Linked DNA regions of Pan troglodytes: all the other regions are linked to region 1. A link is a contact called in public Hi-C data. All regions are on one chromosome and are shown on one strand. Each heading gives the region's core, a stretch centred on a gene start, on an enhancer-like site or on the middle of the called end of the contact. The rest is flanking DNA. Distances are from core to core; before and after follow the strand shown. Region 1 overlaps LOC104006383 (a long non-coding RNA gene). Region 2 has its middle 5.7 kb from the start of MIR9-2. Region 3 has its middle 130 kb from the start of TMEM161B.

Region 1 (2,728 bases), core at 67-2,566:
TATCCACAGGCATCTGATACTAGGGGCATGGCCTGGACACACACCTTGCCCTCTTCCCCTTGGCCTTGTCTGCCTTGAAGAATGAATAGATCCATCCCCAAAGTTGATGCTTCGAAGTGACCAGTCAGATGCTAGCAGGTCAGCTGGCTATCCTCTTGGATAGAGGGTCCATAAATTAAAGAAATGTTGGTGTGGTTGAAAGAGGAAGGTAGTCCAGCCCAAGGGAAGTCACGTAAATCTCTCCTGGAGCTTTGTTCCCAGTAGGGAGTGGGGGTGAGAGTTGGGGTAGCTCGGGGCTGTGGGCTGTTATTAATGCCCTGGCCCTCCTGCGGTGGGTGCTAACTTGTTGTGCATGAGAGCTGCCACCATCCTTCCCAAACATCGGGCGCTTGGAAAAGTCAAGCACAGTTGAGCCCTGATTTTCATTTAATAGTCAAAACCAAGATGCATTTGGGCTATGATGATAGGACAGCTCCCTTGAAAAGATTATTTGAACTACAAAGGCATTCATTTAGGGCTAGCAATGTTGCAAAAGGGCCCGCTAGAAATTAGCAGCCTGTCCTGGTATTTGGAGAGCAAGAGTGACAACTTATTGGAAGTTCTCAAGGAATCATTTATATTTCACACTCCACTAGGCAGCTGATTTGAGATTGTCTGTTAGCATAACAAAGGCTCTGAGCCTGTGAACTTCAGAAACCTTTCGACCTCTTAGCTGCTGGCATGAATAGCCCCCAGTCCTGCCTATAGAGATCTCCCAAAGCTCCCCTGTTCGTGGCTAAATTGTTAATCAGGGTAATTTAATATAGTTTTCAATATGCCTCATCTCTTATTGGGAAAGGTATTCACAGCTTCCCTACCCCTGAAAAAAAAAGTTCTTTTATTCAAGTGTGAGAGGGGCAGCTGCAGACAGACCCCCATCCCTTGCTTCTCCCCCCACTCCTTCACAGCAGCAATGTTCTGAGCAGCAACCATAGAGAAGGGCCAGAAAGAGAAACTCAGAACGACGATCTCATCCCCTGGCATGCACTCCACCCTGAACCTGAAACTTCAGCCTATTTATGCTGGGAACCGCCAAAACAAAAACCCAAGGCTTAGCCATAACTGAAACCTCAGAGTCACACACACACACACACACACACACACACACGCCACACCTCCTTCTCCACCCTCCCTTCACCAACACCCTTCCCCTCCCCCCTCATCCCAACTAAGCTTCTCTTGTGTTTCTGGACAAAACGCACCAGACCCCAAGGCCTGTTAATTTTCATTTCTCACTCTGTCCAGGCAGCCCACACCGTCCTGCACGCTCCTTCACACAGTCACACTCGGCCTGGCCCCTGCATCAACTCCCGGTGTCATATACACTTGCTCTCGCCTGCTCCCTCGCACACTATCAATTCACATGCACATTAGTTAGCTGAAAAGAGCCAGAGCACAAATATATTCATTTTAATCCAGTTAAGACCTAAGAGGTCTCCTAGGATATTATTCAATAGTTTGAAAACTAAGTATAAAATTCAGATTTTGCTACGCTGTTTCATCTCACAGAGGTCTACAGTATGCCTTTCTTTCACTTTATACCATGTATGTATTCTAAAAAAGTAAAATAAAACCGAATAAAAAAAAAAACAATCACAGGCAAAATACCCAGCTTCAGGCAGGCACTATGCTCAAATATTATTATCTTTTTAATGACTGTTTCTAGTACCCATGTGCACATCAGAATAGCAATTTTATACAAAGAAGGAAAAAGTATGAAGTCACTAATTACATTTTTAAAAATTAAAAATAAAAGGATACAATCTCTTAAACTTATTTTCTCTTTCTTTTCCACGTGAGCATTTTAAGGCATCTCTAAAGCATGTCTGAGTGTTTCTGGGTTCCTTTGGTGGTGGTTTTCTGTGTAATTGGTGCTCTGTCTTTGTGCGAGTTGAGGCTCTGTGTGTTGCTTCTTTCTGGAACAGCCATTTCTCGCTTGTGCCCCGTTTTGGTTAGTGTGTCTGTCTCTCAGCCTCCTGAATTTGGATAAAGGCAGGATGTAGTGCCTGAAGTATTTTCTTTGATTTTTCTCTAGTTAGAGTAGTCCCTGATGGGGGTTGGGAGATTTCTTCACTCACTTGGGTTCCTAATCTAGAATCTGAAAACTGCTGGGAGGTGGGAGACCAATTTCTATTTACAGCATCAAGGAAAGGATTATTAAACCTCCAAAATCAGAAGTACAAACATAGATTTACACTTAATAAAACAAGACAAAACAAACAGCCTAGCTTCTTTCCCAAAATAATTTTTTTTTGGAATTAAAAAAAGATTAAGAAATAGGTTTACTGCCCAATTTTAATATCTAAACAATGCCCAGAGGTGACATGTTAAAACAGAAAATAAAATAAATGTATCTGGTGGTTATATTATATGGTAATCCTAAAGACTGCATTTTCCTTTTAAAAAAAAAAAAAAAAGGAATCTGACAGTTTTAATTTCAACGTTGTGGAAGTTTTTAGATTATAAATGTTTTTGCCAATAATCTGTGTATTATTCATGTTAATGATGTGCTTTTTGGTTTATTGTATTTTGTAAGTAGTGATTTTCATTTTCTCAGTGTTTTAAACCAAAATATTTTAAAAACATTAATTGTTATTATAAATTGATGGGTAAATATGGCTGGTTTCTTTTATTAAAAGCCAAAAATATGAAGTTGTTCATATATAAATATCACAAATTCAACTTTCAG
Region 2 (2,728 bases), core at 163-2,662, 260 kb after region 1:
GTGCACCGGGAGGCCTGGGCCTCAGTCCCTGGGCTCGTGCCTACGCAACAGCAGGACCGCCCGCAGCCTCCCAGGACCAGTGACCGTCACCCGCAGTAAGGATCGGGGCGGCTCCGCCAGTCTCGGCCCTCTTTCCAAGGCCTCTTTCCAAGGCGCTCTTTCCTAGCCTCACCCGAGGGCCGCAGAGCCGGACCTGTGCCGGGCGAGTTGGATTTAGCCCAGTTAGAGTTAAGATGGTATCATTAGCTGCGCACAGCGTGACTTCCCGCTAATCCTCTCTGCAACTTACAACAAGTTTAAATGTCCATGCATGATGTTATTAACTGGCTTTAGTAAGTGCTTAAGACCCAGATCTCTTTTTAAAGTAATCTCTGAACAAGTTCTACTGTATCCACCCAACAAGGAGATTAATATTTCCAGCAAATCTGATGATGGGGTAAGATGTGCCCTGAGCTCCTATGGGCAATGGGGGTAGAAGTGGGAGTTGCCCCAGGGAAGGGCCCAGAGCGGCAAGCGCTCACCAACGCCGGCCACCGAGCAAAACTTCCCCGCCCCCGCTCCACCCCCCCAGCTTCCCCGCAGGGAGACCCTTTCCGTTAGCAGCTTTTCACTAAGTTAATAACGGTGTGTGTGTGGTGGTGGCGGGGAGGGGGGATTTGGGGGTTACACAATATCTATATCAATGATATTGATCACGTCCAGGGAAGAAGCCTGGGCAAAACTAGAGACACCGAGTGTCAGCAAAAGAAAGCTTCTTAACCACAAGTTGCGTGCCGCCTGAGGAAGGTGCCCTGTGGCAGGGGGTGGCCGCTGGGAGATGCCTGCCTCTAACCGACGTCCAGGCGTGACTAAACCTCGACGCCACCCCCATTCACAAGCTCAACTCAGGGATTCCCAAGCAACCGCAGACCGGAGGTGGCGCAGAGGCAATGACCAAGGTCGCTGATTAGGGGCCGAGAGGCTGGCAAATAATAATTAAAAAAAAAAAAAACCGGAATAGCCTTCGCGGACGCAGCTCAGCGTGCCAGGCAAAGGACAGTCTGACGACCCGCCCCTGCCGAGCCCCGCAGCTCCGCGCCGGTGTCCAGCAGCCTCCAAGGCGCCGAGCGCGGGCACGGGAACTTGAGCTAGCGCAAACTTGGGCGGCCTCCCAGCCTGCTACCCGGGCCGCAGCGCGCCCCCGGCCTCCCAGTCGCGCGCCAACCCGGGAGCGCGCGCGCCGGCGCACCAGCTCCATCAGCTAGAGGAGCCTGTCTCCCGGGAAACACCAATCAGACGCCCGCTTTCAGGCGAGGGCCGCGAGCCGCAGCAGCTGCAGGAGGACTCGGGCAGTTGGCGGTCAGCGGGAGGCGTCGTCCTGCCCCGCGGCGGGCCAGCCGCCTTCGCTGCTGCCACTGCCTAGCCTAACCGCTTCTGCAGCCAGTCACAGAGTCGGCTGTCTCCTCTTTGCACCGCCCACGCCAAGTACCTTGCAAGGCGGCGGCTAAGCCTGGCTATTTTTAGATCTCCAGAATGCGCTATGCCCGCGCTCAACGAAAACCAAGTCAAACCATCAAGCACAGTGATGTGCTGCTTTTTGAACAAATATGGCTCAAAACTCCCTATTTCCCTGAATAAAGTCGATTATCTGCACTTTTTAAAAGCCCTACCCCCTGTGGTCTGGCAGTTGGCTGAAAAGCGGAAAGCCACACGCTCCCACCTCAAACATGGTCATCACCTTTCTAAGGAAGTGCACTAACTCTCGCAGCCCTGATTGAGGGCAGATAAATATTCCTTAATATCAATCACAACTATATACTTTCCATTTCCATTCACCATCTTAGAATTAATTCCACAAATAAGTCGAACAGTTCCCAGAAGGGGTGAAATGGGTTCTCTGAGCAAATAGGAATAGAGGGTTCTGCTGATTTCTGTACTAGGTTGTTTAAGTTGTGTTAAGAAACCGATGAGCAAAGAAACAGGGTTAACAAAGCCATCCATTAAAATCCAGAGACACTGAAGAACTGCCTTACATGTCCCAATTGCTGTAGGACCTGTTTAACTATCTCGAAGTAGTCATGTTAAAACAATCGACCCAGCATTATAGATATCTTTTTTACTCAATAACTGATTCTAATAAGTTCTTAGTCTTAAAGAACACCTTGTCCTGTGTTGCCCATCTCACCACTGCCACCCCCAGCTCCCACTAAATGCAACATATTATGGTGTGTTTTACTTAACTGTAGCACATTAGGGAGGAAAGGGTATCAATTTTCTGAAACCACAGTGACATTTCCAGATGTATAGATTCATGGGAAAAAAATAGATACATAGACAGTTACATACTGTCATTCATTTTCTAGCCACATTGGAAAATAAAGCCTTTGGCTTCATCTCTCCATTTTTAAAAAGTCAAAATTCCTAAAATGCTAAAATATCTTAAAATATTTATATGTATTCATCTATATGGCTTCCTTATAATTTAAATGGTTTCTTAATTTTCATCAGGCTACACAAAAATCAAATTAGAATTTTATATTTTTCCAAATAAGAAAATTATTTTAATTTTAAAAATAAACACAAAGAACTCTTGTGGTGGAAAATTTACTGTTCAAGGTGACCTAAAGAACAGTCACTTTGGAAAATATTCCATTTTGAATGTAAATAATGCATATCTCATTATTATGCATAATGGCAACTTCATTAAGGGATTGATACTAGTGAAAATACCCATTCACATTCAGCAAGG
Region 3 (2,728 bases), core at 87-2,586, 260 kb before region 1:
TATCTGTTATTATATCTCTTCTTCTTGCAAGACAATGAGCAATTCCAGAACAGAAAGCATCCAGAATTCCTATCCCTTTCCCTAATTTCCGGTACACCTGCAAATCACTGCCTGCGTAATGTGTTTCGCATGGAAAAAGATGCTGTGTACCTGGCACACAATAAGCACCACTCCATAAAAATGTGTTGAAAGAATAAAAGCTGACAAAATGTTATTTTAAATCTTGCGGTCTCTACTCACTTCTCTGCGGTGTAAGATTTAAGGGGGAACTGACTCAATTCTCACTAAAAAGTCCCTTAGTATTCCAGTGTGGACGTAGAGAGATCTATGAAACAAGGTCACTTCACAATTCTCTTGCTTTCGCGTTAGAGGATCTCAAAGCACTACACAAACCGCGATTTTCTCCAGTGATTTTTCCTCTCAATGTGCCTCAAGGTCAGTTCAGAGCAGTATTCAAAGCTTGAATACTCTTCACCAGCAGCTGTAAAGGGCCGGAAAACCAGAGTCTGGATGTAAATAACAGTAACAAACTATTCCCGGATCTTGTTTTTTTTTTCTTTTCATGGGTCCCCATTTGCGCTCTTAGTCGGCTTACCCGTCCTGTTCCAGGAGCCGACAGGGAACAGCCCACCTGGAGCAGGTCTTGGGCCACCACTCGCCCCGCCCCCCGTCTCCAGTCCTCACTCGCTCTCCCCGCTCCTATTAAGCAGCTAACGCTGGGTGATCTCCTCTCCAGTTCTTCGTGGTTTCATTGTAGCCTTGATATACAAGACAAATGCACACTTTACTCTGGGCTTAAAAAACCATCTATCATCATCCTTTGGGCATGACAAATACATTGTGTGTTTCAGAGAAATTAATCTGGTATTTAGGGGGAGAAAGGCATTTCCAACCAGTCTCCGTGCAGAACCTTCCCGCAAACCCTGTAGCGGCATTTTTCGACACTTTTCTCCTCCTTTCGGCAAGTCTCAAACTTGACCTTCGAGAGGATTTTAAGGGTAGAGCCTTCCTCCCTTTCCCTCGTCTGCTCCAAGAGCGCACGTAGGCCTTCTTCTGGGAAACAGCTGCTCAGGACCAGAGCTCGGAGAACTGCACTTCCAGGAGCGCGGGCGCGGCCGGGGAAAAGGGAGGAGGCGGCAGGAGGGGGCAGGAGGTGGAGGGAGGAGGAGGATCGGTCTGAATATGCATGAGGCACCCAGCACTGCCCTCTTCCCCGGCAGCTGCTCGGGCGGGGGCGAAGGAGGGAAGGGGAGGGGAGGGAAGGAAATGAGGCTGGGGCGGGGTGGCCAGAGCAGCCGCAGAGGCTGACGCGGGTTTGGAGAACGGAAGAGATGATTTGCATGGCGCCTGGTGATTGGCTGATGGCCGGGGGCTGGGTCTGAGAGGCGGCCCCTGAATGGTTTAACGGAGGAAATTACAAGATTCATTCGGCTAAAGAAAGCCGGGGCGGGCCTGGTCGGCGCAATATGCAGCCTGTCCGCAAGGGGGCGCGATGGCCTATCTTTGTTCTGGTTAAAGGCTCCTTTTCCCTCCTCCCCCGCCCCCGCCCCCGCCCCCACCCCCCACACACAGACACACACGCAGAAAGTGCAGAGAAACCCTGTGATCCAGTCAACTGGCTCTGCCCCGTCTATTAAGAAAGATGAACACTCCTTTCTCTTCCATCTCCTTCATGGGAGACCACTTTTCATTTCAGATTATCACATCAATAAATATTCTTCGAGGAATAAAAAAGGCACTTTGCCAAAAGATAAGAGAATATATAAGAAATATCTGGATTGTGGAGAAAGACAATACATGAAGGCAGGAGAATAGGCACATATATGTAAATATGCACATAATCACCTCCGAGAACGCAAAGCACGGGAGGTAGAGACAAACAGAACACCTGGAGAGAACACATATCGCTCACAAGGTTCTCACAGGCTGTGCACGCTCTTCCACACACCGAGGCACACACCCACTGACCGGCACGCAGTCTCCCCCTCCACACACACACACACACACACACACAGAGAGAGAGAGAGAGAGAGAGACGGACCTCAGAAAAGGCATCCAAATGAATTCACACTCAGTGGAAAGACTGCCGAGAAAATACTAGAGAAGAATTAAAATGGTTCATCCCCTCCCCCTCCAAAAAAAAAATACTCAAGCGAAATGACTCTATTTGCATAATACTAATATACGCAGGACGCAGACACGGGCAAGAAAAAAAAAGGCTCCATTTGATGCACACCAGAGAATGGGTGTATACACACACACACACAAACACGCACACACACGCACGCGCGCCTGCGGGCGGGACACACCCACAGCCTATGTCCTCCGCCCACGGGCACGGGCAGAGCACCGATGCATCAATAGCGCTCAGTACAGTTGTCCAGAAAACACCAATGCGAGAAAAACGAAAGAAACCCACCCTATTCAGCCAAGGAAGCACCACTGGGGAACCTAGGTTTTCTAAACACACACGCATACACAACAGGCACACACACACACCCTTGTTAAACAAGAGAGTTGAGTTCAAAGATATAATAGATGCACAATGGATAACTGAGTGCTGGAGAATGTCATCCGCTTAAACAATACTTTGAAATTGTTTCAGCCTGAAGACAGCTTTCTGGGTTGCTCCCTGAAAAATCATACCTAAGAAAAATAAAATCTTCTCATTGATCCTGCTTTCCTTTTACTTTCTTTTTTCTTCTTTTCTTTTTATTTTTCAATGACC

What was found. A called contact is a pair of places that touch in the nucleus more often than the background predicts.
Region 2: a Hi-C map of stem cell-derived neural progenitor cells shows a contact between it and region 1, with 7 times the contacts expected there. The contact joins two enhancer-like sites. A contact is called at or near these places in 1 of 7 Hi-C or Micro-C datasets (stem cell-derived neural progenitor cells), 1 of 1 datasets of contacts at active chromatin or transcription factors (stem cell-derived excitatory neurons) and 1 of 1 other capture datasets (stem cell-derived neural stem cells).
Region 3: a Hi-C map of stem cell-derived neural progenitor cells shows a contact between it and region 1, with 15 times the contacts expected there. The contact joins two enhancer-like sites. A contact is called at or near these places in 1 of 7 Hi-C or Micro-C datasets (stem cell-derived neural progenitor cells), 1 of 1 datasets of contacts at active chromatin or transcription factors (stem cell-derived excitatory neurons) and 1 of 1 other capture datasets (stem cell-derived neural stem cells).

What each region holds. Positions count from the first base shown.
Region 1 is chr4:27,748,334-27,751,061 of NHGRI_mPanTro3-v2.0_pri, reverse strand. The region is part of intron 4 of LOC104006383 (a long non-coding RNA gene); the gene reads left to right. Among named protein-coding and RNA genes, the nearest start is that of TMEM161B, 130 kb to the left of the region's middle. Within about 2 kb of position 1,316, at least 14 of the 24 cell types and tissues checked have an H3K27ac peak or open chromatin away from gene starts, as enhancers often do. A contact at or near this core is called in stem cell-derived neural progenitor cells, where this site is marked.
Region 2 is chr4:27,486,870-27,489,597 of NHGRI_mPanTro3-v2.0_pri, reverse strand. No RefSeq gene overlaps it. Among named protein-coding and RNA genes, the nearest start is that of MIR9-2, 5.7 kb to the right of the region's middle. Within about 2 kb of position 1,412, at least 17 of the 24 cell types and tissues checked have an H3K27ac peak or open chromatin away from gene starts, as enhancers often do. A contact at or near this core is called in stem cell-derived neural progenitor cells, where this site is marked.
Region 3 is chr4:28,008,424-28,011,151 of NHGRI_mPanTro3-v2.0_pri, reverse strand. No RefSeq gene overlaps it. Among named protein-coding and RNA genes, the nearest start is that of TMEM161B, 130 kb to the right of the region's middle. Within about 2 kb of position 1,336, at least 16 of the 24 cell types and tissues checked have an H3K27ac peak or open chromatin away from gene starts, as enhancers often do. A contact at or near this core is called in stem cell-derived neural progenitor cells, where this site is marked.